Regions from separate parts of the Mus musculus genome. Here region 2 is linked to region 1. The links are chromatin contacts, called in public Hi-C maps. All regions are on one chromosome and are shown on one strand. The core of a region is the stretch at or near the end of the contact, and the rest is flanking DNA. Distances in the headings are between cores, read along the strand shown. Region 1 overlaps Limch1 (LIM and calponin homology domains 1). Region 2 has its middle 69 kb from the start of C330024D21Rik.

Region 1 (3,002 bases), core at 274-2,773:
GGGATCTCACGGCTCGTCAAGCAGCCAGGAGACAAGAGCGATTCTGTCCGTCTCTGTGTTCTAGTTTTCCTTTCCTTGCACTTTTCTCTGTCCTAACTATTTCTTCACCCATGAAATAAACTTTTCAAAGCTGACGACCTGATCCCACATAGGGCTCCTAAGCAGCCTACGCCTGCATGTCATACTGGCAACACCAAATTAGGGCCCTTCTGATTTCTTACGGCCTGATGAGAGTTAAACAGTCTCAAAGGTATTCATTGCAGGCCTCTACGGCAGGGACTGTGACTTCCTCTAAGATTGGCCCTGTTAGCTCGAGTAGCCATGTGAATCTATCTGTGTGATTATTTTTTGAGATCTTTACCATAAACTGACTTTAAAAAAAAAAATCTCCCCTGAACTTCTGAGCTGCCCTTAAGAGTTTGCCCTGGATCTTTAGTCATCTTTCTGTCCCACTAGACCTGTGGTTTTCACATAAAACTCAGTATGCAAAAGCAGCTCTGCCAATGGTGTAAATAACACGCAGTGAAGACGAAGCCACCGGAATTCTCCTGCCTAAGCAGCAGGGCCTGTGTGGTTTTCATTTACGCACGTGTGCATTCCTTCTAGACACAATTACTAGTTTTGCTCCAAAGCGAAAATAAATAACAACCAACCACGGTAGCATGTGTTCATAACCCCACCCTTGAGGGGCTGAGCCAGGAGGAACACTAAGTTTGAGACCAACCTGGGCGCCATAGTGAGACCTTGTCTCAATTGAGCAAAGATGTCAGCAGGGGAATCCTTTGTGGCCTTTTTGTTGTTTCTGTTTCTGTTTTTGTTTTAAGCTAAAATGTCTTTTTTACCGTGGCTTCTGTTGACTTTCCGTAACTGTGGGTTCCTTTACCGTGTTACAGGAAAAACCCTCGAGAGAACTTCCGGGCTGGGCCCCTGTCCCCATGCCCTCCCACCCCTCCCGGCCAGTCTCCAAACAGGTACACGAGGTCAGCAGGCCTCTCTGAGGCTGTTTTGTAGTCCTGCACTCAATGGGCGTAATTTTGGCCATATCAGTGCTTGTCGATTGACGCTGGCCCACACCCCTTCCCCACACACACAGAGGGAAGAGTTAAGAGAACATTTCTCTGCCTGCAGATTCATCAGCCCGGGGTAGAAAAAGTCAGATGTGTGGTGCTGGCTATGGCCATTAGGTCTTAATGACATTGTGTGGAACCTCTAATCTAATAATAAAGTGCACCAGACAGCTGCCGGGCTCCTGCTGCAGTGCCTCTGCCTCCAAGACTCCCAACCCTTATAGGGCAATGGGCTGCTGGCTCCTCCAGAGAACCAGGGTGAGGCTGGGAAACAAAACTCCCGTTCTCTGCTTCAAGCTCTCCCTGGATCACTCACCATAGCCCTGGACATTAGTCGGTCCCCACTATATCTTTAAAAGCTGCCCAAGTGTCCATCTGTCACAGGCACAGATGACTGGGGACTTAGTGGTTTTCATTGATAGATTTCTTTTCATGGCTAGAGTGTGACATCATCTCTAAGGTTTGATGAGGACAGCTCTTCCTCCTCTGGATGTCTGCCCTTCTGTTTCCTCTGTCAGCTTTGTTCTCCTGTAGCTTGCAGACGGACACATGCTTGTAAACTTCTAGAGCTTTGCAGCTGTGGGCACCATGGGGAGCTGATCTTACAGAAGCTGCAAAGCTTCTAAGAGAGGACAGCCCTGCAGTGGCACCTGTAGTGGCAGGTGGACAGTGTCCAGGGCTGTAGGTGGTGGAAGGAGGTGGGTTCAGTCCCAGGAGTTGGCAATACAGATAGAAAAGAAGTATCTATCTTTGCAGGCTCAGTGTCTATTCTGGAGCACACAATAGGGGTATGGCCAGCCCTCTCCTTTTGTAGGTAGAAGGGAGACCTAAACAGAGCATTCTGCAGTGTTCCCCATGAACTCAGGGCAGAGCAGGAACCGTATCCCTGAAGCCTCCACAAGGCAGCCTCCTCTCCTATATCATAGTGGACTCTTTGTAAAAATGAAAGGCCATAGCAGGCCAATGCACCTTTCATGGGAACTGCTTGTACTAGCTGGTTTTGTGTGTCAACTTGACACAAGCTAAAGAGAAAGGAGCCTCAGGTAAGGAAATGCCTCCATGAGATCCAGCTATAAGGCCTTTTCTCAATTAATGAGGAAGGACCCAGCACATTGTGGGTGGTGCCATCCTGGGCTGGCAGTCCTGTAAGAAAGCAGCCTGAGTAAGCCATGAGGAGCCAGCCAGTGAGCAGCATCCCCCCCATGGCCTCTGCATCAGGTCCTGCCTCCAGGTTCCTGCCCTGCTTAGGTACCTGTCCTGACTCTCTCCAATGATGGACTATGATCTGGAAGTGTCAGCCAAATAAACCCTTCCCTCCCCAGTTTGCTTTTGGGACATGGAGTGTCATCATGCCATGCAGCAATAGAAACCCTCACTAAGACATTGCTGAAGCTACCTCAGAACCTTGGTGTAGTGGCTATTCCTGGTTGTCAACTTGACAATATTTGGAATGAACTACAATCCGGAATTGGAAGGCTCACCAGTGACCCTTATCTGGAGGCTTGGAGATCCTTATCTGGATCTTGGTTTGAAGATCTTGAGCCATAGTGGCTATGGATTCCAGAAGATTGAATCTCCGAGTTAAGGAACACACCTTTAATCTGGCTATGCCTTTCATCTGGGATTAAAGGTGTGGTGGAACACACCTTTAATCTGGGCTACACCTTTTGCTGGAGACAATATAAGGACATTGGAAGAAGGGAGTCTAGCTCGAGCCCTTGCTCCTTCGCCTGCTTGCTGCGTGAGACTGAGTAACTGCTAGATCCTTGGACTTCCATTCACAGCTGCGACTGAACAATTGTTGGGAATTGGGCTGCCGACTGTAAGTCATCAATAAATTCCTTTACTATCTAGAGACTATCCATAAGTTCTGTGACTCTAGAGAACCCTGACTAATACAGAAGTTGGTACCAGGAGTGGTTCTAGAGTAACAGA
Region 2 (3,002 bases), core at 323-2,822, 500 kb after region 1:
ATTTACTCCTTTCATTATTATTTTCCTTTTTGGTGGTGTTGTGCCTTCCTCATGCCAGGCAAGCACAGACAATCGTATCTGTCATACGGATCTGTCTTCCGTTTTGGGTGAAATTGACACCAACTCTTCAGCACCACATTCAGCACCAAACACAAATTCAAATCGTAATTATTTGTGGTGCTGATGATGGACGTCTGAACTAGGTACGAGAGAGGCAAGCAGTATAGCCCTGAGCAGTACTCTCGGCACAAAGGACACTTATATCCGGATTTTCCAGACTGCCCCTCATTGTACAAACGAATGATGTAAAAAAAACATATATATATTTTTTTCTCACCCTTTACTTAAAACACAGGACTTGGGCTGAAGAGATGGCTCAGTGGTTAGGAGCACTGACCCAGGCTCAATTCCCGGCGCCCACATGGCAGTTCACAATTGTCTGTAACTCCTGCTCCAGGGCATCTGACACCCTCATGCATGCAGGAAAACCACCAGTCTCCTCCTCCTCCTCCTCCTCCTCCTCCTCCTCCTCCTCCTCCTCCTTCTTCGGACCCCTGAGGATGGGGAGAGGGGTCTAAATTGCTGTAGCCCTGAGAAGAATAGACTGACCTTTGGCTGTGGTCAGACAACTTCAGGGTAAGGGTAATGAGGCCATATATTCATCTTCCCAGAAAAAAAAAAAATCTTACCCATCTTACCATTATGGACCAGAGGCCTTTTCCTGGCCAACTTCCAAGCATTTTCTCAACGGCTAATGCTCACTAATCCTCAGCCTGACATTATCTTCGTTTTAGCAGCATATCTGGCTTTCGATCTGAATTATAAGCCACATGCAATAAAAGGGAACTGGAAATGATTCAAAGCTTTGCCAGGTATTCTGAGAAGCCCAGCTCATCTGTACGCAGGCGCAATACAGGCAAACTTCCGCTAGAGGGCGGCCTCAGACTGCATGATACCCTGCAGTTCTCCGGAACAAGTGGAGACTGCAGAGGTGCAAACCTCAGCCGACAGAGCAGCATGAATGTGGACGCATGCTCCCCCCCCCCCCCCGCTAGCAAATAATATCTATTTGTTGTTGTTTTGTCCCCCCACTTCCGGATTGGCTTCAATGAAAATCTGGCACATGTGGTAAAGAGAAATATGGAAGATTTCCTTTCGTTTCCTTTGCGAGTGAGCAGTGAACCCTCACTTACCTCTTAGGGAATTTGCAGTGTTGTATTTATAATTATCAAGAGAGGGAGGGAAATTAAAAACTTCGACTGCTTAGCTCTTCCGCAGTTGGTCTGTGGGCCCGAGGGACACTCCAGGAACTCCGTGTTCTGGCTTAGCTCCGTGGAAACCCTCAGGAATGGCCATTTGACCTCTCGCTGGGCCACCGGAGGAAATCAGCTTTGGTTAGATCAGATGAGACATAATTGGCTTTGGACTCGTTAGCGCACACTCCAGGCGAGCATTCCTTGCTGTTTTGAAAGGCCTGTGTTTTACTTGGATCAGCTCAGTGTACAGGGGAGTCAGTCACAGCTTGGGTGGCTGGGTGGATTAGCATTTTGTTTCCCAAGATCTGCTCTGCTTCTGGGTCTCCCCAGTTGACACGGTGCCGGGCTCAACCCCCAACTCCCGGCCTGAGGTCAGAGAGAGGGATATGTCTGTTGGCCTGCAAGGGTGGTTTGTAAAGAATATGGGGTCTGGGTGAGTTGAGAGGTGTTCAGGCCTTAGGTTCTGGAACCATGAATTTGCATTTGCTGGATCGAGAAGAATGCAAAAGTGAATAGATTTCAGCATCGGGAGTGGTGTAACTTTGTCCTCTGCCTCTAAGTCATGGCCCTGCCCAATCACTTTCCAATAATCAGAGTGATCCTTTTAAAACGTACCTCAGCTACAAAGTTTGAAGAGAGCTGGGGGTGGGGTGGGGTATGGAAGAAGCCGGAGAGAGAGAGGAGGGTACGGGAGAAGTTGGCGTGGGAAGAGTAGAGATGGATGCGATCAGTATACGTTGTATTCGTATTCATTCCTGACCTGCTCCTGAAGCATACTGAGTCTTTATATGGTGGCGCCCTGCCTCACGTGTAAGCAAAAAGTTCAGCTTCATACTGTCGGTGGTGGACCTTAGTATCATTTTGGAAGCCATTTATAATAAGGTGGGTTGGGTGTTTACTGCAAGAGAACGCAGTGAGCTTTATTGGGATTTCAAAGAGCAGTTTACTTGGTTTGAGTTCTACACCTAGAGCTTACAAAGGATGCTTCCGAGAGGCTCCGACGATTTTGGTAAAGCAAAGGGCCTTGACCTCTGTCCGTCTGTCTATCTATCATCTATCTATCTATCTATCTATCTATCTATCTATCTATCTATCTATCTATCTATCTAGAATGACTTTATTTTTCTAGAGGTCTCCTGTGTAGGCAAAGTGATTGAATGATAGATCTATCTATCTATCTATCTATCTATCTATCTATCTATCTATCTATCATCTATCTATCTATCTATCTATCTATCTATCTATCTATCTATCTATCTATCATCTACCTATCATCTTTTCTCAACATCTCAATCACTGGTAAAGGAGAATATATAGTAATCTGAAAATCAGTTACGAAGAGAAGCAATGACTGCAGAGACCTGCAGGCGGAGCTACTCAGCAGTCTGACTCCCTAGGAAATTGGTTCTTTGGGGGGTTTTGTTTCTCTTTCTGCAGCTGTTTCTTTTCTCTCCAGGTCCTTCTGCTTTCTGGGCAATGTCCAGTAGCCTTCTCTCACGGTGATTCTGATGTTGCCTGTGACTTCTACTTACTTTGTGGAATCACCATCGGCCACGGTCTGGCTCTGCCCAGTAACGTCGTTGTATTGTATGAATGAAAATGATTAGTTGTTGACCCTCAGTTTAGGTCAGTTGTTGACCTAAAGACCGTTTAGGGATCTGACCCAACAACACCCCAAAAGTGCTTCGGAATAGACGTTTTTCCTCTCAGAAAGGTTGCAGAAGGAAGCAGACAGTGACGTGTTAT

Evidence for each region. Hi-C and Micro-C count contacts between places; a contact is called where the count stands out from the background.
Region 2: a contact with region 1 is called in a Hi-C map of the N1E-115 cell line, with 10 times the contacts expected there. The contact joins two enhancer-like sites. A contact is called at or near these places in 7 of 484 Hi-C or Micro-C datasets (the Ba/F3 cell line, the N1E-115 cell line, adipose-derived mesenchymal stem cells and 1 more) and 1 of 9 other capture datasets (embryonic stem cells).

The regions. Positions count from the first base shown.
Region 1 is chr5:67,035,133-67,038,134 of GRCm38.p6, forward strand. The region is part of intron 23 of Limch1 (LIM and calponin homology domains 1); the gene reads left to right. Among named protein-coding and RNA genes, the nearest start is that of Gm33040, 37 kb to the left of the region's middle. Within about 2 kb of position 1,524, at least 4 of the 459 cell types and tissues checked have an H3K27ac peak or open chromatin away from gene starts, as enhancers often do. A contact at or near this core is called in the N1E-115 cell line, where this site is marked.
Region 2 is chr5:67,531,614-67,534,615 of GRCm38.p6, forward strand. No RefSeq gene overlaps it. Among named protein-coding and RNA genes, the nearest start is that of C330024D21Rik, 69 kb to the left of the region's middle. Within about 2 kb of position 1,573, at least 41 of the 459 cell types and tissues checked have an H3K27ac peak or open chromatin away from gene starts, as enhancers often do. A contact at or near this core is called in the N1E-115 cell line, where this site is marked.